2 separate regions of the Mus musculus genome follow, and region 1 is linked to region 2. A link is a contact called in public HiChIP or PLAC-seq data. All regions are on one chromosome and are shown on one strand. The core of a region is the stretch at or near the end of the contact, and the rest is flanking DNA. Distances in the headings are between cores, read along the strand shown. Region 1 holds the start of 4930588K23Rik (a long non-coding RNA gene). Region 2 overlaps Tango2 (transport and golgi organization 2).

The links. HiChIP or PLAC-seq counts read pairs in DNA pulled down with a chosen protein or histone mark.
Region 1: a contact with region 2 is called in a CTCF HiChIP or PLAC-seq map of the NIH/3T3 cell line, with 5 read pairs. The contact joins the promoter of 4930588K23Rik here to the enhancer-like site in region 2. A contact is called at or near these places in 22 of 39 promoter capture datasets (the 3T3-L1 cell line, 3T3-L1-derived adipocytes, the C10 cell line and 15 more), 2 of 15 datasets of contacts at CTCF or cohesin (the NIH/3T3 cell line and embryonic stem cells), 6 of 484 Hi-C or Micro-C datasets (CD4 T cells, the G1E-ER4 cell line, bone marrow-derived macrophages and 3 more), 10 of 115 datasets of contacts at active chromatin or transcription factors (embryonic basal ganglia, embryonic forebrain, embryonic hindbrain and 7 more) and 4 of 9 other capture datasets (adipose tissue, embryonic stem cells, liver and 1 more).

What each region holds. Positions count from the first base shown.
Region 1 is chr16:18,605,412-18,608,111 of GRCm38.p6, reverse strand. 4930588K23Rik (a long non-coding RNA gene) reads right to left here and starts at 1,450. Exons shown (of 2, transcript XR_384719.3): 1 at 1,389-1,450; 2 at 1-281. RefSeq lists an enhancer at 1,489-2,700.
Region 2 is chr16:18,322,277-18,324,976 of GRCm38.p6, reverse strand. Tango2 (transport and golgi organization 2) reads left to right here. Exons shown (of 9, transcript NM_001359109.1): 2 at 527-620. The coding sequence starts at 565. Among named protein-coding and RNA genes, the nearest start is that of Mir185, 3.8 kb to the left of the region's middle. Within about 2 kb of position 1,371, at least 40 of the 459 cell types and tissues checked have an H3K27ac peak or open chromatin away from gene starts, as enhancers often do. A contact at or near this core is called in the NIH/3T3 cell line and adipose tissue, where this site is marked.

The sequences.
Region 1 (2,700 bases), core at 201-2,700, 280 kb before region 2:
CACGCTCAGGTAAGACCATCAGAAGTCTTGAATCCATTCCAGACCAGGACCAAATAAACAAGCAGCTGCCCTACCTAGGCACCATCTGGGTGAGCACGTCCATGTCCAGGGTCTGGTTTTGAGCCGAGGAACTTAAGCCGAGCCTTTCCATCCAGTAAAGAAAGAGATCTGAGATCCACTGGTGATGTCTATTGGGGTTACAGACATGAAAGTGGTGATCTGTGTGCTGCTTCCTGATCCATAGTGACAGAAACACGGGGCAGGATTCTTCCTGTCATGGCCTGGGTAAGAGAGGGCCATGAAGCTTTGTCTTGGCTCCAAACTTCTGTCCCCTCCCTCCCCTGACCCCAGTTCACCTTCCCTCCAGTCAGCCTTGAAAGGTTAGAACATAACATACTGGAGGAGGGCAGTGCATGGCAAGGCAGCTGGAGTTGTGCTGGGGCAGTCAAAACCTAAGAGTCTAACTTTGTTTGTTTGTTTGTTTGTTTGTTTGTTTGTTTGTTTGTTTGTTTGAGAAAGGGTCTCACTATGTAGGCCAGGCTGACCTGGAACTCACAGATCTCCTCCTGCTTCTGCCTCTGGAACTCTGGGATTAAAAAGCGTGCGCCACCATGGCCAGAAAGGACCTAATCTTAAAGTATGTTCCAGGACTGGTCCAGCCATGAATGCAAGGGCACACCAAGAGAGGAAGGCTACTCTGGGGGTTCTTTTAGGGTGGACTGTACTAGCAGGTTCAGCTATCCCAGACCACAGTCCTCAGATCTAGTTTTCTTTTCTTTTCTTTTTTTTTTTTTTTTAGACAGGGTTTCTCTGTGTAGCCCTGGCTGTCCTGGAACTCGGCTGTCCTGGAATTCACTTTGTAGACCAGGCTGGCCTTGAACTCAGAAATCCACCTGACTCTGCCTCCCGAGTGCTGGGATTAAAGACGTATGCCACCACGCCCGGCAGATCTGGTTTTCTTGATCGGCAGAGCTTGCTCACAATCTTACCCTTAAGTCATGAGCCTGTCACAGCTCTTCTTGGGCAATTTTCACTATCTTATAGATGGAGAAACTAAGGCCCAGAAAGAAAGGGCAGTCTTTCTGGGACCACAAGCCAATCTAGCTGTATTCTCACCTTAACTCTCTGCTCTGACCCATTACCTGCAGACAGGACAGGGCTCTGGATGGCTGAGGTAGAGCAGAGCACACCCTGGAGAGAATCCTAGCATTGGTACCTGCCTGTGGGGCTCCTGGTCAGTCTGAAAACTTCCTCACAAGCCTGGCAGAAATCACCACTGACCTGGGGCTATCACTTGCCAGCTCTACTGCCCTCCTTTTACCATTTTCACAACCTGCCAAGCTTGACCATGGCTACACTGTCATCCTATGTCAAGGGGATTCCCTCACCTCTGTGTTCCTTAGACAGGACAGGCCTGCCACCATCATTGCCTTGCTGTGAGGTTGCATACTGTGCAGGGCCTCTGGGCCTCGGGGTTCCCAGTTCTGAAATTGGTGGAAGGGTCACTGGCAGGAAGGTGGGAGCAGCACTCACATCAGCCTCTGCTGCCCTGTTCCCTTCCCTGGGGACAGATGCTGTTCATAGTCTCTGGTCCAGCCAATTACACAGGGCCTTGAATTTTTCACAGGCCAGAACTTCGTGGTGGTGTCTGCAGTCATACCTCTGACAATCTGGAGCCAGGAAAATGCCCACAGGAGCTTACTCCTCCAGAGCCCCAGGTGTCTCATAGCCAGAGTGTCTCCAGCAGCCAGAGCTGCCCCTGACACCTCCTTCCTCCACATCTTTCATTCTTTGGGCCTTGGTTTCTCCACATATATTTAGTAAAGGGCAGGATGCTGTTGGAAGTAAGAGAGGTACTTAGGAAGTTGTAGTTGGGGTGGGAAGAAAACACAGAGTATAGGACTTGGGGGTCCAGGAGGAGAAAGTGGGACCCTCTTGGTCCCCTTCAGAGGAACACAGAGGCCAAGAACTCCACAGACACCAAGCAGAGGAGACTGAATTAATTAGGACTCCTAAGGTCAGAGGGTTCCCAGACCCGGGGCCCTTCCAGAGACCCTGCATCCAGGGCACCACTGGGAAACAGATAGCTCAGAGTGGTAGGTGAGGGTAGCAGGCAAGCGCAGCACCTGGCCCCGCCCTTCCCCATCCACACCCTGTCAGAGCCCCTTCCCTTGTGTCTAGGCCCCTGGCCCCACTTGTACACCCAGACTCCAAACTGGAAAGACGGGCCGAAGAACAAACAAGCTCATACCACAGCCCCTACCCAGGCCTGTATGGGCAGGGCCAGGAGCTGGGGTTCCTCCTTTTGGGGTCCCAGGAGCCTAGTGAGAGGGACTGACTACCTGTCAGTCCCTGTCTAGCTGTGCCAAGCCCCCTGCTCACTCTTCTTCAGGATAGCTCCCTGGAAAGCAGGCACGGCTGGGCTATCGCTCCCCAGTTCATCTCTTAGGAGGGATCTGCTCATCACAGGGCTGTTCAAGAGATGTCAGAAGGTTGCTGAAGCTAGACAAACAGGACCAACTCTTCAAGATTCTTCTCAGACCACAGTCCCTGTGGCTCCTTCCTAAGGCTCAATTTTGGCATTCAGTCACGTGGTGAGTATAGGGCTAGGTACATTATAGAGACTGGACAAACACCCGTTACTAAATAAAGAAACCCTTCAGAGCAGTCTAGGGCACACTGAGTGACTCTTGCCTCAGC
Region 2 (2,700 bases), core at 122-2,621:
TCCTCAGCACCCAGGTGTGTGTGCATGTGCTTGGCACTGGTTTCTGCCTACTAATGTGGGTACGAAGAACCATTAGGTCCTTTGGGGTGGGCGTGTGTGTTAGGTAAAGGCCTGAGGGGACATGGGTCACAGATCATCCCCAGTGAGTGGGCCCTGATGCCTGGCCTTGGGCACCATGAGCTGAGATGAAGGTGTCTCCCTCTGTGGCTCATGGGCAGTACTTGGTGCGACTGCTGGGGAGAGGACTTGCTACTCCTTCACTCCAGCCTTACGTGTGTGGTTCCTATCGCTGCTGCTGCCCCTTCCAGCACCCACTCACCACTCCCATGTAGCATGTCCAGGGTAAGGGAGTGTCATGGCGGTGGACTTACAAGCTGATGCTGGTGGGCCCAGGTGAGGGGAGATGTCTATTATGTCACCAAGCATCTGGTGCTCACCAGTCCAGCCCCACTCACTGATGGAGAGAGACATCCGAAAAGCCCTCTGACTCTGCTGTTCACAGCTCATTGTTCTCCTTTTCCCACAGACCTTGTGACCGTGTGAGCAAAGCCACCCTTGCAACCCATGTGCATCATCTTCTTTAAGTTTGATCCTCGTCCTGTTTCCAAAAATGCATACAGGTAATGAATGCCCTTGTTCTGCCTCCGCCAGGCTGCTCCAGGCCTGAGGTCCACGGCTGTTCCTCACCCCTGGGGTGCCATATATGCAGGAGACAATGGCAGGCTGCTGGGTGTGTGTCCTCTGAGTAACTGAGTCTTGACTTCTGGTTGCCTGGAGACATCCTGTACAAGCCTGGTCCGGCTGTCTTGGACAGTGTCTGCTTAGCATGGGGTGCTGGGAGGAGCCCACCCTAGAGCAAGGGCTCAGAGCTAATGTGCAGGTGTGGCGAGACAGAGGGATGAGGCGAAGTTCTGTGGCCTGTGATTAGGGTCACATCTGCAGAGCTGGAGTAGTGGTGACAGAGAGGGGCGCTGCTGGGTTGGGTTGGGTGAGGTGTCTGGCTGGTGGCAGATTGAGGAAAGCATCCATGGGTTTTAGCTGGAGTAGCTGAGTACCAGCCAAGGACATGGGAAACAGTAGGCAGAGAAGGGAACTAGGGGCCAGCCCTCCCTGCTCTTCTAGTGCCAGTTACACGCAGGGCAGCCCCTTGGTTCTTTAGCATGTGCCAGCATTTGTTTGTCCATGTAGAGCACAAGGCAGAAATTTAGCCCACAACTGGAAATGGACTGTGGAACTCCTCTCTTACGTTTGTCTGGAACATTTTCAAAATCTTAGGATGTGTTCCAGAAACAAAGTAGTTTCAGTGAGATCCTCCTGTTGAGTCACTTTGTGGAATGCCTGGCACAGTGGCTGGGTTCCCTCATTTCAGTCTAGGGAATAGGATGTAGGGACTCAGCATTTCCTCTTCTACAGAGGGCAGGCAACAGAGCTGGATCAGGCTAGAGGAGGTGATTCTAGTTTTCTGGCAGAAGAGTTAAAGGGAGTTAGTGGAATCCTACAAGGAAAATGATAAACAGTTAGTCACATCACAGGCTATCTGGGGAGAGCTGAACAAAGTAATGAATTCCCAAAGACTGGATGTGAGAAGCAACCACTATACTGTTTGCACGGAGCAGCGCCTATCTGTCGTTCTCATACTATAATCCTCAGTGAGGCTACTGGAGAGGTAGCTTGCTGCTCTTCCAGAGAGCTGGGGTTGTTATCAGGACCCACATGGTTCTCACAACTGTGTGTAACTTGAGTTCCAGGGAATCCAGTGCCTTCTTTTGGCCTCCACAGATGCCAGGCACTCCAGGGATACACAAATATATATATAGACAAAACAGCCATACACATACAATTAAAAGGGGAGGGGGTATGTGTGTCCATGGATGGCACAGTTGTGACTCCTTAATGGCCAAAATATTCTTCAGGTATTATCCTGCTAGATCTTTCTGGAGTCTGCTGTCTAAAGTACCTAAAGCTATGACATTGGTCACAGAACAGGTGCTAGGTGAAGGTGCCTACCCATTGGTGCTGCTTATATTGTGCATTGTGGGAGCTAAGACCTGGGGAGCACAGGTCTCAGGAGCCTCCTACCTGTGAAAGCAGCGAGTGTGTCTCCGGTGCCTTCTGTTAAAACCTAACTGCACCAGCAGCAGAGTTGAGCTTCATTTCTACAGCGCAGGCAGTAAAGGGTGGCTGTGAGCCTTCACTCGATAAGCTGGGAAGTGGCATGGCCCCTCCTTGCTCTCCTCAGCCCTTACCCCTTACATTCATGCAAACTTCCCCGCACCAGCAAAAGCAAAGTTGTGTTTCCGTTTGGGGTGACATGGCCTAACATTCATGCAAACTTCCCCACACCAGCAAAAGCAAAGTTGTGTTTCCGTTTGGGGTGACACGGCCTAACATTCATGCAAACTTACCCACACCAGCAAAAGCAAAGTTGTGTTTCCGTTTGGGGTGACACGGCCTAACAGTTCCGTAGTCTTGGGTGATGTGTGAATCCTGGGTTTGGCCGGAGCCTACTTGATGGTTTATTCCTTGAAGACCACCTGCAGGTAAAATTAAAACAGGAAGAAAGAAAGATAAGAAATTGGCAAGTGGGGTCTAGTGAGATGGCTCAGTGGTTAAGAGCACTGTCAGCTCTCCCAATTCCCAGCAACCACATGGTGGCTCGCATGGTGGTATAAGGGGATCTAATACCTTCTTCTGGCATTC